2 separate regions of the Columba livia genome follow, and region 1 is linked to region 2. Evidence: chromatin contacts called from public Hi-C data. All regions are on one chromosome and are shown on one strand. Each heading gives the region's core, a stretch centred on a gene start, on an enhancer-like site or on the middle of the called end of the contact. The rest is flanking DNA. Distances are from core to core; before and after follow the strand shown.

What was found. Hi-C and Micro-C count contacts between places; a contact is called where the count stands out from the background.
Region 1: a contact with region 2 is called in a Hi-C map of liver, with 2.8 times the contacts expected there. The contact joins the enhancer-like site here to the promoter of SUPV3L1 in region 2. A contact is called at or near these places in 2 of 2 Hi-C or Micro-C datasets (crop and liver).

What each region holds. Positions count from the first base shown.
Region 1 is chr6:34,894,390-34,898,487 of bColLiv1.pat.W.v2, forward strand. It overlaps HK1 (hexokinase 1), which reads left to right. Exons shown (of 18, transcript XM_005512757.2): 14 at 443-542; 15 at 2,717-2,900. Among named protein-coding and RNA genes, the nearest start is that of TACR2, 18 kb to the right of the region's middle. Within about 2 kb of position 1,317, at least 1 of the 3 cell types and tissues checked has an H3K27ac peak away from gene starts, as active enhancers do.
Region 2 is chr6:34,808,119-34,812,145 of bColLiv1.pat.W.v2, forward strand. SUPV3L1 (Suv3 like RNA helicase) reads left to right here and starts at 2,555. Exons shown (of 15, transcript XM_065067967.1): 1 at 2,555-2,823. The coding sequence starts at 2,580. It overlaps VPS26A (VPS26 retromer complex component A), which reads left to right. Exons shown (of 9, transcript XM_065067978.1): 8 at 1-21; 9 at 834-2,395. The coding sequence ends at 947.

The DNA.
Region 1 (4,098 bases), core at 67-2,566, 85 kb after region 2:
CGCTTGTTCTTGAAAAGGCCTCAAGCAGCTTAGCTGAGTCTTTCTAGGAAGGAAGAACAACAGCCTGAGGAGAGCGTTGGCTTTAGCAGAGTTTCATCAGCAAGTGAAGAAAGGATCTTAAACACTCTTGCTACTGGATTTGCTACCACACTGTTGTAATACAGAATGGCAGTAGCGCTCTGCCGTGTGCCTAGATACAAGATCTGTACTTAAAAATACCTAAACCAAAGAGAACAGCCAGGAATAGACTTTCTTCTGAAGACAGTCAATTGTATGTAGAGCATGTGAGGAGCCTCCTGGTAGTTCCTATTTGTGTGTGTGTAAAATCAGGCTGGTACTTCCAGTTGTCTGTTTTCCAGTGTGTGGTCCTTTAGTGTCCCCTTTGGTGCGAGGGCTTTCCCCAGACACAGAGTTCTCACTAGGTTGTTTCTCTCTTCCAAAGGAGTTTGACTTGGACGTGGTGGCCGTGGTGAACGATACGGTGGGCACAATGATGACTTGTGCTTATGAAGACCCAAACTGTGAAATCGGACTCATCGTGGGTATGTGTCAGAGCTGCTTTTTACTTGGCACTTTTGTATTAAACAGCACACAGACACACGTGTCTGCATTCTCATGGAGAGATCCCTGTGGCGAACTGAAGATATAGGTGGAGTGTCTGGGAGTGAAAGATTTTCAGGTCAAAAAGCTGTCCCTTCGGAAACAAGCTGCCTGAAGGAATTGAGAGCAAAACTCAACAGCCAGCTTAGTTCTGTGCGTGATCAGTTGAGATAAGCATAACCTGTAATGCTGAGCAAACCCTGCCTGTTGTAGCTGGGTAGGTACTTGGGAAGCGAGCAAACACGGGCTCGCGTAGTCTCACCGGCTCCGGGGTGTCTGTTAGTCTGTCCTGTAGGAGTTTTCCCCACTCGGGTGTTCAGGGTAGCCCACGGCTTCGCTTGAGCATGTGTTCTTTCAGAATGAACACAGTTCCCGAAAGGCACGTGATGGAAAGCTCTGATGGACCAAGCGCAGTGACTGACAGCTGGAATAATTCCACAGCCCACTACCGGAGCCTCTGCAAATGCCGTGCCTGGGGTGCCTCTGGCACAGGGTAGCGTCAGTTCCCAAAGCTCCTCCGAGAAACGGATTTTCAGTGGGAGAGAAGGGGATGAAGCACCTGTGCAAGCTTTGGGGATGTTTTTCAGTTGCGAGGTGGCTGGTAGGAAAATAAAGCGCTGCTGCTTTCTTCCCCCGACAGCTGGAAATGCCCGGGATGCGTCAGCACGGTGCCCGCGTGCGGGCAGCCTTGTCTGTGCAGCTCCGTGGGTGCTGCGTTCGCAGGAACGCGGCTCCCTGCAGCAAGGATGGCGTGTCCTTGGGTGCTGCGAGCATCCTCGAGGAGCGTCTGCTGCGGCGCTGCCTGATCGCTCCCCAGCCAGCGCGTCTGTGCGCGGAGCAGGGGTCGGGGTGGCCTGGGTACATCTGGCATAACGAGAGCAAGAGCCCCGGGGCTCTGCCGGCTCCCTCTGCCTGAACTGCCTTGGCCAGACCGATGGTGCTTCTGAGCAGCCGGCGGTCGCCCTGCTCTCCCAGTTGCAGGGAGGTGGGTGAATTTCCCTGCTGTTGCTTGGCAAGGAAAAACATTCTTGCACAGGCGAGTTCAGGTCCTGCTGGTGTCCTGTCTGCGCGCGGTGCCGCCGCTCCTGCCCCGGAGAGCTAGGTTTTCTGTGTCTTCACCACTGTTGATGAGACCAGGTCTCTGCTTTTCATGGGCTGGCAACAGGAGATCATCTAAAAGCCTGTCAGTCTAACAGCCTATATTTAATAGATACCCATGTATTCAGGCAGCTCGTTCTGGACAATGAGACTTGTTGTTGGGAGGCTGGCCAGTGCTGATGGTCCACAACTGGGGTTGGTCTGGTTTGGTCCTGCAAAGCTGGGTCTGAGTCTGCAAGCCCAGACTGTGCCCCTGTGGCTCGGCTCTCCTGCAGCGGGGAAGTACTGCGGGAAAGTTTATCTTTGCTCAGGCTCTAATGATATAGTGCCCTGAAGAAATGGCAGTGGAAAACAGACTTGCCGATATATTAATAATTGGTGCAGAATCTGTGACGCAGAGTTAAATGAGAGTTTGCTGGGCAACTTCAAGAAAGCTTTAGCCCCAGGCAGCAGCAAAAGCTGCCTCTGTTTGCTAATAAAGCTGTGGTTCCTGAGGCCTCTGCGGACAAGAAGCACTTTGTCATTGCCGTGCTCCTGAGCATCCCCTTTAGGCGGAATCAGACATGGCATCGTTTAAACATGAAGTAACCTTCCTGCCAGAGAAACTGTTTCAGCAATTTGGATCAGAAAAAACAGACAAACAACAGCAACAAAGCACCACAAAAACCCCCAAACCAACCAACCAACCAACAACCAACAAAACCCAAACAAACAGACAAACAACCACCGAAAAAACCCCAAACAAACAACAACAAAACCAACAGCCAACAAAGCAAGAACTGAAACATACCCTGCAGTTAGCTGGTAAAACCCCTGGGCATTTCTTTCCCTGGTGCCTCAGGACTTGCTGAGGTTCTCAGTTCAGCAGTTTTCCCCCTGAATTTTGTTTCAAAGGATGATTTGACTTCATCATTCAAAACAAGCACATTCAAGCTCCTCAGAAGGTTTTGTTGGGGCTGTCATCCTCGTTCTAGTGTTTTGTTCCAAACAAAGAGTAATCTCCGTGTTTTCTTTTCAGGAACTGGCAGCAACGCCTGTTACATGGAGGAGATGAGGAACATAGAGATGGTGGATGGCGAGCAGGGGCGGATGTGCGTGAACACGGAGTGGGGAGCGTTCGGAGATAACGGATGCCTGGACGATATCAGGACGATTTATGACAAAGCGGTTGATGACTATTCACTAAATGCTGGAAAGCAAAGGTACTGCGGGATGGATGGCGTGCAAAGCGCAAGCCAGGCTGCCTTAAATGCTTTTAAGAGAGAACCGGGTCTCTCCTGGTTCGAGAAGGGAGAGGTTGGGTCAAAAATGGCTGCAGCTGTGCTGTCCTGCGGGATCTCCCTCTTCTGTGTTTTTCCTGCTCACTGCTTGTTTTGCAGCTTATTTGCTGCCATGGGACTGCAGCGTTTTTTTGGTGAGAACCTCTTGATATCACCAAGAGACCCTTTTTTCTCACCGTGTTGTGCTGAGGGGTTGCAGTGGCTCGTCGTTCTTTTGCTCTTGGTCTCTGGGCTGGAACTGCTGCGTGCCCAGAGCACAGGTTTTCATCATTTCTCTGCAGCAATACTTTGATGCCAGCAGCTTTTAAAATGATTTTATTGCTAGAGCAAATCCATCTGAAAACCTGAGGGATGCAGACAAGTGGGCAGGTCCTTTGGGAAGCTCTTTAGAGATGGGAGTGACACTGATGGACCCTGATGCGGCGCAGAATTGGCATGGAGGACGCAGCCAAAGGCAGTAGAGGAGACAGCAAGGGGAATAATTTACTCCAGAGAGTCAGGCTCCCAGGAGGGAGGACTCTTGCTGGGTACAAGCCCAAGAGAGGTCCTGGTATTAAATGGGCTGTGTGGCCGGCTTCCAGGGGATGGCGCTGGGCTTTTGCTAGATCCAGGGCAGAAAACCCTGTGTGGACCTTCAGGAGGTGAAATAAATGCATCACTGGATGCGTTTTTTAAAATACATGGAGAAGCGTTTAGTTCTCATTACTTCATGTAGCCACGGAGCTTTTTCTGCGGAAGGTCTCAGCTGTGCTTGTGCAGTGGAGACGAGTTTTCCCTGCGGTTTCCGTGAGGGGTGCACGGCAAATTTGGCTTTGATGTGGGCACTGTGCTGCCCTCCGGCAACAGGCTTGAATTTCTTCATCTGGGAGAAATACCAGCCGTGATTGACAACAGCCTGGCTGGGGACCGTGGGAGGGAGGAAGGGATGGGTTGTTTGTAGGGGTGCTCGCAAGGCTTCCCACTGAGTCATCATGCTTTTTCTTGCCCAGCTTTTCCAGTAAATGGCCATTCTGTGTAAATTGGGTTGTGTATTCCATGTCGCCAATGCGTGCGGGCAGGACACCTGGCTGATAATGCAGCTGCGATGCCGCCGTGGCAACCGCGAGCAGCGTCCCTCTGA
Region 2 (4,027 bases), core at 1,305-3,804:
AGACGATACTTCAAACAGCAGGTATGGTCAGGCTTGTTGCAGAAGTACCTGGGCTGTTGTACATGCTGCTTTGAATATCCAACATGTGAGAAGCCACCTGTGCTTCATGTATGGTTTAGGCATTTCTGCTGCTGAGCGCATTGAAAATGTTATCTTGCAAAAAGGAGCCAAGGGGATGACTGATACTACTGTAGCAAGGATGGGATGCTCGTCGCCACAGAGCAGCCTCCAAACACAACACTGTGGCTAAGGTGGGCTACAGGTGCATTTGCTTGCTTGCTGGCTTAAAGCACTGCAGATAGATTCTCCTCCCAGCCCAGGTTCAAAACTGCAAAATTGTAATAGGTGCTGAGGCATTTGACTGAAAATGTAACAGGAGTTGAGGAAGTGCTGAGGAAAGAAGGAGTGAAGAGGGTCACTGGAATGACGCTATGTGGATTAGGGCAGAATTTTTGTTGTAAAGAATGGACAAGCTAATCTAATTAAATATGGCAAACAAAAGTAAGGTGGAGCATACATGGGCTTTGGATTTTGAGAAAAGGAGGAAGAAAAATTTCTGGGATGCTTTAATAGCATTCAAGTGGGGGGAGTAGGATTGTTAAGGAAGAGGTGACCCCTCAGGACTGATACAGGTAAGCATTCAGGTAGTGACTAAACGTCTAAACCCAGTTACTTGAGCCTTTCTGTTACTTAAAGAACAGTGCAGTACATATGGAAAGTAATGGGATGTTTTTTCAAGTGTCTTTGCCTATTAGGAACTTAGGATAATGGTTCTTGATACTACTGGTTTAATTGTAAATGGTTGTTTCAAAAATGTTTGCTTCCTCAAATAGGAAATAATTTTATGGAGAAAAGCTCCTGAGAAGCTGAGGAAACAACGAACAAACTTTCACCAGCGGTTTGAATCTCCAGAATCACAAGCGTCTGCTGAGCAACCTGAAATGTGAACTGGTGTAAGGTGAAACACTTTGCGATGCTTCAGCAGGTTAAAGGTGGTGGCAGCCTGTGGGAAAAGGCCACACTTCTCATCACAACTGTCTTCCTTCATCTTGCAGCGCTGCATTTACCGTACTACTAAAGCATTCTTCAGTTAAACATTCAAGTATGTATATACATTTAAAATAAAGTGCTTTCTCAAACACTGGAACTTTCTTAAGCTACTATTTTATACTGCACATTTATTTGATAATGTTATATGCACTTGAATATGCATAAGCTTAAATCTAGTTATTTCCATGCATGGTAGGCTGGTGTATTTGATTTTTGCTGATCACCTATGCAGTGTAGACTAAAGCATTTCCCTTTTCTCATGTTGTTTATTGCATGTTTCTTTCCAATGTTGCTTATTTGTTTTGCTTTGAAACTACAGTAAGACACAATTGACTAAATCACACTAAAAATCGAGGTTTACGGTAAATTTGTCCTAAGATTTCTAATTATGTTGGACAGGGTTTAGCTGAATCTGCATGTGTATGCACTGTGACTGTGGTAACTGTGGAGTCCTCAGACACCTTACCAAGGTTTCTAAGAAGCTTTGGATCTGTCTGTAGCAAAGAACAGTAGGAAGCATCTCTGCCCTCCCTGCCCGGGGGGTCACTCGTGACTTCTGGAGGCTTGTTGCCCAGGAACTAGTGACTGTAGAGATGTTGTCACAGTTTCGCCTTCACTGGGTAAAGCATCTGAACGTAATTATCTCTTACTGATGAAATAAATGCTGGTAACATTGATTATTTTGCAAATACATGAAACTATGTGGTTCCTCTTGGCTTCACGCTTCCGCTGTCTTCACAGTCTGTCTCCTCACTGCCCGGATAGGAGAGGCAAGGTGTCCTCCATGGGCATCCTCCTCCTCGGCCCTCTGGGCCTGCTCGGAGGGCAACATGCTCTTCGTGGGCTTTTGGAAAGGGATTTTGGAGCCGGGCAAGCCTTAGAGCCGCTAGAAGCTCGTCTGGCGGAGCAGATCGCTTGTGTTCATCATCTCGTGCGCTTGCGGGAGCCCCGCTGCGTGCGGCCGGGCGCAGGGCCTGTGTGCAGCGCCAGCCCCCGGCAGTTCGCTTGGCCTCTGACCCGGGGCTCCTCAGCTCCGGTGCAAGCGTCACCCGTGACCTTACCTGACGGAGTTACATTTCTGTAAGAACTGTTTTATTACTGTGGCACTCTGACAAAGCAGACACAGACTGTGTACTTAGCGCTAGGATACTTCTAACGCGGATGTCTTTGAGAGCAAATTTAACGCCTTCATGTAAGTGCCTGTTCAGAAACTTAAAAGCCAAATATTTTCATGGTCGCTTGCATGTTGTAATCTGGAAATGATTCCGAGAGCCTTTGAAAACTTGATTGTATTTAACCAGCCTCCGATTGTACAACCATGTGTAATAAACGGGGAAGATACCGAGCTGCTCTTTGACTCATTGAAACACCTGTGCTCTCACCCTCCCCGGCTCGTCTCTGCCCGCCCTCTGACGCCACTGCCGCCCTGTGGCGCCGCTTCCGGCCGCGCACAGCGCCCCTGTGACGTCGGGCCGTCGCCGCGCGATGACGCGAGCGCCCCGCGCCGCCGCCGCTGCCCTTCGCTGCCCATGAGGCGGTGCGCGTGGCCGCTGCTGCGGCTCCCGGCGCGCGCCGGGCTCGCGCTCCGCCATGGCGGGGCCGCCGCCAGCCGCCTGCGCCCCGCGGCCTCCGCCGCCGCCTCCTCCGCGGCCGGCGGGGACGGCGGCGCCCGGGCCCCCGACACCTCGCTCTTCGTGCCCGTGCCGCTGAAGCCCGCCGGCGACGCGGCCGACGAGGACGTGGGCGCCGAGCTCACGCGGCCCCTCGACAAGGGTGAGTGCGGGCGGCCCTGAGGCGGCGGCGGCGGGAAGGGGCTGCGCGGCCTCGCCCGCCCTCCCGCCGCCGGGGCCAGGAGCCGCTGCGGCCGCCGCGCCCTCCCGAGCCTCCCCGCGGGGCCGCCGCTCCGGTCGGGCTGTGGCTGGGGTTTTATCTCTTCGGAAAAGGGGTCTCACCCGGAGGCTCGTCTGAGCGGTGCGGCCGCTCCTGCCCGCGGAGCCGGGCGGGTGGGTGCTGCCGGGCGGGGTGACGCGACCCGCAGCCAGGGTTTTGCCGGAGCTGCCGGCCGGGCCCTGCGCGGAGCAAACGGCCGTGGGCTTCGTTCCTCCACTCCCCGTCTTGGCGCGGTCAGGAGGTGCTGGGGCGGGGGCAAGGCCCACAGCTGCACTGAAGTGCTGTGGTATTCCGAAACCAGAACGGCGTCCGAGCTTAGGAGTCGCGGTTTTCTGCAGTGTTAGCGGTGCAGACAGAAAAGCATCGCCTGTGCCTGAACGCGCCTAGATCAAAACCAGGCACAGTGTTCGGTACTTGTAGTTATTGACCGTCACTGTTAGAAACTTAAGCTTAACTTGTAGTTAGAACAGTGCAAGTCTGTTTGTGTATTCTTGGGTTTGCACATCTTAAAGTGTGAGCAGGTAAATGTTGGGTGTAGGTTTCTGTGTATCAGCTGGGAAAGCTGATATCCACGTCAGCACCCTTGGCCTTACGAGAGCCGCTGGGCGTGTCAGAGCTTGTACTTCAGCCTTGAAGTGAAATAACACCTTTCTCAATGTTTTATGTTACTCTTTTATCTATTTTCTAGGTGTATATTGTGTCACTTTACATGATGCATTATTTTTGACACCTAAGTGGACACAGAGAAGAAATTATTTTGTTGACTTTTAGATGCACTAGACTTCTGTTTTTTGATATCTTTACCTGTAATTGTATCTTAACAGCCATGGAGTTGTAACTGCTTTTTCAGTGTTTCCTTTTCTTTAATTATAAACCATCCATCCTGTTAATTTTGCATCCATGTTCAGTCTTCTGCTCAGGAAAGGTCTTATTTTGTCGAGCTGTGCCAGCGCGCTGTCCTTAAACACTGGAGATACTAGAAACCAGTTATTGATCCTTTTGATGTTTGGTGACCCCAAAGTGTTCAGGCTGTAAATGTGTTCTGATGGCATGTTATTTGTATTAACTCCAGGTATAGGAAGCATGG